Linked DNA regions of Salmo salar: region 2 is linked to region 1. Evidence: chromatin contacts called from public Hi-C data. All regions are on one chromosome and are shown on one strand. Each heading gives the region's core, a stretch centred on a gene start, on an enhancer-like site or on the middle of the called end of the contact. The rest is flanking DNA. Distances are from core to core; before and after follow the strand shown. Region 1 has its middle 110 kb from the start of myc. Region 2 has its middle 11 kb from the start of LOC123729649.

What was found. A called contact is a pair of places that touch in the nucleus more often than the background predicts.
Region 2: a contact with region 1 is called in a Hi-C map of gill, with 3 times the contacts expected there. The contact joins two enhancer-like sites. A contact is called at or near these places in 2 of 3 Hi-C or Micro-C datasets (gill and muscle).

The regions. Positions count from the first base shown.
Region 1 is chrssa22:1,097,253-1,101,510 of Ssal_v3.1, forward strand. No RefSeq gene overlaps it. Among protein-coding and RNA genes, the nearest start is that of myc, 110 kb to the right of the region's middle. Within about 2 kb of position 2,154, at least 4 of the 13 cell types and tissues checked have an H3K27ac peak or open chromatin away from gene starts, as enhancers often do. A contact at or near this core is called in gill, where this site is marked.
Region 2 is chrssa22:1,239,122-1,243,379 of Ssal_v3.1, forward strand. No RefSeq gene overlaps it. Among protein-coding and RNA genes, the nearest start is that of LOC123729649, 11 kb to the right of the region's middle. Within about 2 kb of position 2,495, at least 5 of the 13 cell types and tissues checked have an H3K27ac peak or open chromatin away from gene starts, as enhancers often do. A contact at or near this core is called in gill, where this site is marked.

The DNA of each region.
Region 1 (4,258 bases), core at 904-3,403:
GTTTTTGGTGCGAAGTTGGAGTATTTTCCTAACCCACAAAAACTGGATACATTAATGTTTTTGCCACGTTCCCATGAAACGTATCTTCAACAATGTCTTATGTTCTGAGAACATGGCAACCGTTGAGAGACGTTGACGGAATATTCTCCTAACCCACAGAAAACTGGACACAATGTTCTTTTGCAATGTTCTAATTTAATGTGTCTAGAACATTAATATCTGAGAACATGGCAACTGTGTTCTGTGTATGTTTGGTAGGACGTTGATGGAATATTCTCCTAACCGACAGAAAACAAGACACGTTACTGTTCTTGCAACGTTCCCATGAAACGTGTCTAGGACATTAATATCTTAAATTCTGAGAACATTCTATTTGACATTAAGGGAATGGTCTCTTGGAAACATCCTTGCACATCACAGGAACAGGAACATTCCTATAAAAACGTTAGTTACCTAATGAGACTCTTAATGGAATGTTCTCTAAAGTTGTGTGAACATTTGTTGTTAGCTGGGTCGGGAGGTGATACGCTCTCACAAGGGCACAAGCCCCCCCCGTCCCCCGTCCCCCCGTCCCCTCTGTGTGTGATGAGTCAGACAGGCAGGGTCTGAAAATCACAGTCGTCAAATTCTTCTGTTGTGACTCTTTATTGTCCAAATGACCTCCCCCCCACCTCCCCTTATTACTCTGTGTAGACCTGTTTGTGATATGAACTGATGTTTTATTGTGAGTATATTGCAGTAGATTTTAAAGTCAATGTTTATTTTACTTCTGAATAAACTTAACTGGGACAGGGAAGCAACGGATGAGGGTATTTTGGCTTCTGTTGTCATCCTTATCTTTGTCATGGCACAGTCACTAGCAACCTCAGATCAGATGGAACAGATGAGCAAGCTAACCCTCTTACTGGAAGAAGCCTTGGCAGCGGTACACACAGTGAGCCATAATTGATGATAGAGTGACTGTGGCCCAGATTGGATCAGTTAAGATGTGGGGAAAGGAAGGGTAAGGATGTCAGAGAGAGCCCAAGAATCTGAACTTATGTTAGCTAGAAATGTTGCCTCCAATTTACTATGCAGTAGAATTCAGCAGCCCCTTTGTCTCCAACAGTGGTTTGTCAAGCTTTTACAAGGAACAAGAGACAGTGTCAGATCATGATTCATTTTACCTGAGGGGTAGTTGGTATTTTAAGTCAATGAAAAGATCTCTGCCAATTTTGACTGTTCAAGGGCAACTGGCTGACCCAAGCAGTATTTTGGCTTATTAGTCTTAACATTTATGTTCTCAAAGTGTTTACAACACTTATCAGGATCTGATTGCATTGGAGTCGGTCCAAAGCACATATAATTCGCCTTATTTCTTTTGAGTACCCTGCTGTTTGTTTTCGCTGTTGTATGCACATTACCCATTTGTAAAATGTTTGTTCTGATATGTGAGTCAGTCTTGATATGTTTGACTGATAGGGAGTTAGTCTGTCTTGCACTGTATCCAGTGTGACAAAGGAGGAGTTCATGAAGTTTGCTTGTCAATGTATTTCTCTCTAAGTTTGCATAGGCCCACAAGATAAAACAAGATGAACCGTTTCAAGAGTTGTTCACTTCGTGACACACAATGGCGCAATAAAACATTTTTCACATGCTCTATAATGACACTCAAGGCTTAATAAAAGGGATTTATGCTATAAAATGATTGAGGCGGGCCACATCTCCTCAACCAGATAAAACGGTGTAATGTTCAGTGGACTGAACGAACCAGGACGGAAACCGTTCTGGGCTCTTCCAGTCCTAAAACAAAGTAAACAAAGGCAACACTTTGTGCTGGCACCTTCCCGCCAAATCTCTCCCAGCCTGTTCACCCTCTCACCATGGTAACTGGCCACCTTGTGTTGCTCCAAGCCATCTGAGGGGTCTTCCTCTTGAAACAGAGCTGAAAATATGCTCTGGCATGTCCCCTGCATAAAATAGCTCCAATGTGTGCCCTTTGAAATGTCTGTTTTCTTAGATTGTAGGGAGACTCTAAAAAGAGTGGACAAAGCACAGTAAAAGTCTGTTTATAAAGGAATGTGTTGTTTTGGTGTCATGTCTTGTCTTAGCCACTAGATGCCGTCAATGTTAGTCTGGGGGTGTTTTGTACTTCTGTCTGCATTACTTTGTGGAACAGGTCACTGATATACAGCCAGAGCATTCGCATAGCCTAAAGAGCTGTCAGCTTACTACTGGGGCTGTCCGGCTGAAAAGTGACCATTTAAGGCTGCTAATCGGGTCACAGATCATGCTGTACCAGCTGTACCTGCTTTTCTCTGACTGTCAAACACGTCCATGACTCAACCGTGGCAGTTATAGTATGACTCTTATTAATGTGGACCAAAAAGCAATGAGACACAGGATTTGTTAAAAACAAAGAATTGGCCATTGAAAGGACTCTCTATCTATCTATCTGCCAGCCTTTTCGGTTAAATTCCAGACTGGGTATCTCTTTGTTTTTCTTTGTTTCTGTCCCAGTGCTTGCTTAATCTTGCAACGGTTTTCAACCGTAACAGAGCGTTTACACTATACAAACGGCACTTGCCTAGCCACGTTAGCCTCTCCCTCATGTCGGTGCTAACAAGCTAACACTACATATCAACAGTGATTGTCAGCAAATCCAGTAGGGGCTGGAAGCTATGGTAAGCTTTGATTGGTCAATTGCGTTGCTATATTGCGGAGGATTTGCATAAAGCTCAGACTTCCCCAACTTTAGTCCCAACCTGTTGATCTCCCTCGTCCATGCTCGCATTGATCGATCCCCTGCCCACTCTACTTGTTTCACTTTTCTTCCATTGAAAGTGAATGGCTTACAATGTTTCACTGCGCAATGCTGCTTCCTATTGTATATGCACTGTAAGATTGAGGAGGGTTGCAGTGGCCATGCTGACCCTTTTGCACTTTACTGTGCCAGTCTTGTCCAGGAGAAAGCCCGCGAAGACGTAGCCAATAGGACGCCAGCGCTGGGGGGAAATAGCAGCTGGGCAAGAATTCCTGCATGCCGTACAGTTCTGACAAAGGGAGGGACTGTTTCCCGCCAGCTTTATGCAAATCCCTGGAGAGCTGCCAGAGACATTCTTCCAAGCAGCTCCGCTCTTCCACTGAAACGGGAGGGGGGAGGAAAAAAGGAGCAGGAAGCCCAAAGCCATTTTAGTCATTTAGCAGACAGACATTCTTATCCAAAGTGATTTACTATCCGATTATAAGAGACTGTAGTTCATTGTAATCACGACGCTTCATGACACTTTATTAACGGTTTTCCACATTGTTCTGTATCATTGATGATTCAACACCGCCATTAGTTTACAATGCATTCGGAAAGTTTTCAGACCCCTTGACTTTTTCCACATTTTGTTAAATTAAAGCTTTATTCTGAAGTTGATTAAACAGTTTTTTTCCCTCATCAATATACACACGATACCCCATAATGACAAAGTAAAAACATGTTTGCATTAAAAATAAAAAAACTGATATCACATTTACATAAGTATTCAGACCCTTTACTCAGTACTTTGTTGAAGCGCCTTTGGCAGCGATTACAGCCTCAAGTCTTATTGGGTATGATGCTCCAAGCTTGGCACACCTGTATTTGGGGAGTTTCTCCCATTCTTTTCTGCAGATACTCTCAAGCTCTGTCAGGTTGGATGGGGAGCTTCGCTGCAAAGCTATTTTCAGTTCTCTCCAGACATGTTCGATGGGTTTAAGTCTGGGCAATTACTGACAACTGATAAATTGTAAATTATAATTGGCAATTGTCAAGGCCTGAATTGAATTCAGATCAATTTACGGGAGTTTATATAGAATTGATGACATCCCTGACTCTCTATGTTTACATAAGACTAAAATCTTTCTGGTTGTGATTTCACCACTGTACTGGCTCTGGATAGAGTTAAAGTGAAGTTACACTCCAAAATGTATCAGATGTTTTAATACCTTTAAAAGTAGTATTCTGTTTAAATAAATCCATGTCCCAACCCATCTGTTTTGTAGACCCAGCTACTGTATATTCCACAATCCGCAATAAATGGTAAAGATAAGCACCATGTAAACTTAAGACTACTTTGGAGATCTGAAAACAATCGTTTGATTGTGTTTTTTTAATGTCCCTTTAACCCTACCCGACGAGACGGAAAGAACCTGCAAGTGACGCTGTTCTCTCCATAGACACAGTGAACTCCATATAGCCGCTCTCCTCTTTTCGACTCTTTTTCTCTCCGCTCCGCTCATCTCCTTCCGC
Region 2 (4,258 bases), core at 1,245-3,744, 140 kb after region 1:
TGTTTCCTTCCAGGTAACCATGGTTGACAGCGGAAGAACAATGATTCCAAGCACCACCCTCCTTCTGAAGCTTCCAGTCTGTTATTCGAATTCAATCAGCATGACAGAGTGATCTACAGCCTTGTCCTCGTCAACACTCATGTCATCTGGTCCTTTTGTGGCAGGGCTGAAATGCAGTGGAAATGTTTTTGGGGGATTCAGTTCATTTGCATGGCAAAGAGGGACTTTGCAATTAATTGCAATTCATCTGATCACTCTTCATAACATTCTGGAGTATATGCAAATTGCCATCATACAAACTGAGGCAGCAGACTGTGAAAATTAATATTTGTGTTATTCTCAAAACTTTTGGCCACGACTGTACACAGAGGATTGTTTTTTGCAGAATTCTGCATGCAGAGTCTCAATTTGGTGTTTGTCCCATTTTGTGAATTATTGGTTGGTGAGCGGACCTCAGACCTCACAACCATAAAGGGCAATATGTTCCATAGCTGATTCAAGTATTTTTTGCCAGATCCTAATTGGTATGTTGAATTTTATTTTATTTTTGATGGCATAGTAGGCCATTTTTGCCCTGGATCTCAGAACGTTAACACCTTTCTGGAAGTTACCTGTGGTGCTGATGTTTAGGCCAAGGTATGTATAGTTTTTTGTGTGCTCTAGGGCAACAGTGTCTAGATGGAATTTGTATTCTTGGTCCTGGCAACTAGACCTTTTTTGGAACACCATTATCTTTGTCTTACTGAGATTTACTGTCAGGGCTCAGGTCTGACAGAATCTGCGCAGAAGATCTAGGTGCTGCTGTAGGCCCTCCTTGGTTGGTGACAGAAGCACCAGATCATCAGCAAACAGTAGACATTTGACTTCAGATTCTAGTAGGGTGAGGGAAGGTGCTGCAGACTGTTCTAGTGCCCTCGCCAATTCGTTGATATAAATGTTGAAGAGGGTGGGGCTTAAGCTACATCCCTGTCTCACCCCTCGGTCCTGTGGAAAGATATGTGTTTTATTGCCAAGTTTAACCGCACACTTGTTTGTGTACATTGATTTTATAATGTTGTATGTTTTTCCCCCAACACCACTCTCTCCCCCACTCATGCGCATACCCAAGATGATTAGCCAATCAATAAAGCTTCGTATCATCCATTGTTTAATTTCTGGCCTGAATGCCCTCTTACATCCCTGAAAGACCCCCAATGCAACACTGCAATCAATGAGGAATGCATTGAGCATTAAGGGTAGATAAGCTGTTTTTAAATGTTTACCCCCCACTACCTCTCTGTCTTTTCTCTCTCTCTTTGAACCCACTGCCCTTTGTTTTGAAGAGGTTGTGAAGACTGCATAATCTGTGGTCTGGTCACTTTGTGTAGTTCCCCCATCTGGGGATTCATTCAAAATTAGCCTCATAGATTACAAGGATGCCCAAAGTCAAATAGCACTTTAAATGCAATTTGATTCCCCTGGAAAATCTATTGTCATAGCGATGCTCATCATAGATCCAAATCCTTGTCATAGATTTCCAATGATGTAAGCGCTTGATATGCAGCACTCGTCCAGGCAGGGCGTTTGTTGTTGTTCATCTGAAGGCCACAATCACCTCCACTATAAAAATGACTGGCCCACAGTGTACTAGCGTTTGCACTGCTCCTGCAGTAAAGAATCGTTGTACAACTGAGTGCACATTTGATTTATTTAACTTTAACACTGGAGCTAGATGCTGTGTTTCCGGTTTAGGAAACATGGATTTTCTTCTACATTTCCTAAATGAAAACAAAAGAGTATGACTAACTAACTGGAGAGGCACCTTTACATCTTCATTCATTCACCAGGCCCCATTTAGCCTAGTGTTAATGTTAAGTGTAGGCCATACATTGCTCATCTGTTCAAAGAAATTGTCATATTTTTTTCTTTGCGAGTGTATTCAGTTGCTCTGTGTGATATTGGGAAACATAGCTGTGAAAGTGATGTCTCGTGTCTGTCACAGGGAAGTGACAGAAGTCAAAGTTTTAACAGTCAGCAAAACCCTACACTTCATAGGCTTATACCTTCCCTTCCTTCCTCTGTCCTCTAGTTCTCAACCTGGGATATTAGTACCCCTGGGGATACCTGGCCTAACCACAGGGGCTACATGGGAATACTCATAAAGTCGAAGGATCAGTTGCACACGAGGGGGTACTTTGGGCAGAACAAAATGTGATTGGGGGTTCAGATATCAAAAGATGTGGCGAACCACTGCCCATTGAGTGTCCATTTGAAATAGTGCTCACTGAATCCTTCCGTAGACATGCCTATTCTCCCTCACAGTCCAAATACGCCAGCCATGATAGGCATGAGCCAGATTCACTGACATGGCCTTTCCTTTCACCAGACTTTGGGTCATACGGCTCCCAACTAAGCTGGAAAAAAAACATCCGCAGCTTTTCAAAGCTGTTTGCTTAGTGCCCCTCATGCTCTTGTGTGGATGATTGCATCACAATCCAGTCGACAGGATGTGGGAGTTAGAGCAACGGAAAAGCAATACCAGCTGTAGACTCCCCAGGAAATTAGTATTGTCTGAGTGTAACTAAGGAATAATGCACTTTCTCAGGCATATTGTGTCAAAATTAGGCTCTGTATAAAAATATGGCTTTCAAGAGAAAAATGGCTCATAGATACGTGGCTGTGACACATATACAGGAAGTTACTCACAATGTTATTCAGCTGTTATTACGACAATTACTAGTGTACTCATGAGTATATCAAGACCTGGGACTCCCCCTTGTGGCTGAAACATTACACCTCAGACCAACTGGACAGGATATTGAGCAGTAGCCTACTTTGACAAAGACGTAATTGAAAGGAGGCCACTATAGTCACCTGTGCAGTGATCATTTGGTTTGTAATCTCCTCATCCCAAAGCTATTCCACATGAGTTTGGAGGAAGTCTAGTGCAGAAATATTATCACTGACATTCCATCAGTACAGTGCCTTGGCAACATAGACTTCAGTGTTTTCAATTTTTTTCTCATAATGAGTACTTCAACACTAAGTCAATTTGTCAAGACCCAGAAAAGTGATGGTATCAAATTCAGTATGTGTGATCAATAAGTGGTCCCCTTCAGCTATATACAGCATCATTCATTCTATGAAGGACAAAGACGTTTCACAAAGACCATTCATTTCTCAAGTGTTCAAGATCTCTCAGATCTATACTACCATTCAAAAGTTTGGGGTCACTTAGAGATGTCCTTGTTTTTGAAATAAAAGCAAATTCTTTGTCCAAAATACCAAATTGATAAAAAAATACAGTATAGACATTGTTAATGTTGTAAATGACTATTGTAGCTGGAAACGGATGATTTTTAATGGAATATCTACATAGGCGTACAGAGGCCCATTATCAGCAACCATCACTCCTGTGTCCCAATGGCACGTGTTAGCTAGTTTGTCATTTTAAAAGACTAATTGATCATTAGAAAACCCTTTTGCAATTTTGTTAGCACAGCTGAAAACTATCGTTCTGATTAAAGAAGCAATAAAACTGGCTTTCTTTAGACTAGTTGAGTATCTGGAGCGTTTGCATTTGTGGGTTCAATTACAGGCTCAAAATGGCCAGAAACAAAGGCTATTCCATGCGAGAAATTGCAAAGAAACTGAAGATCTCGTACAACGCTGTGTACTACTCCCTTTACAGAAAAGCGCAAACTGTCTCTAACCAGAACAGAAAGAGTGGGAGGCCCCGGTGCACAACTGAGCAAGAGGACAAGTACATTAGTGTCTAGTTTGAGAAACAGACGCCTCACAAGTCCTCAACTGGCAGCTTCATTAAATAGTACCCGCAAAACACCAACGTCAACAGTGAAGAGGCGACTCTGGGATGCTGGCCTTCTAGACAGTTGCAAAGAACTGGCCAATAAAAAGAAAAGATGGGCAAAAGAACAGACACTGGGCAAAAGAACAGACACTGGACAGAGGAACTCTGCCTAGAAGGCCAGCATCCCGGAGTCACCTCTTCACTGTTGACGTTGGTGTTTCGCGGGTACTATTTAATGACGCTGCCAGTTGAGAACTTGTGAGGTGTCTGTTTCTCTGCTGTTCTGTGAAGGGAGTAGTACACAGTGTTGTACGAGATCCTCAATTTCTTTGCAATTTCTCGCATGGAATAGCCTTCATTTCTCAGAACAAGTATAAACTGACAGGTTTCAGAAGAAAGTTTTGTTTCTGGCCATTTTGAGCATGTAATCGAACCCATAAATGCCAATGCTCCAGATACTTAACTAGT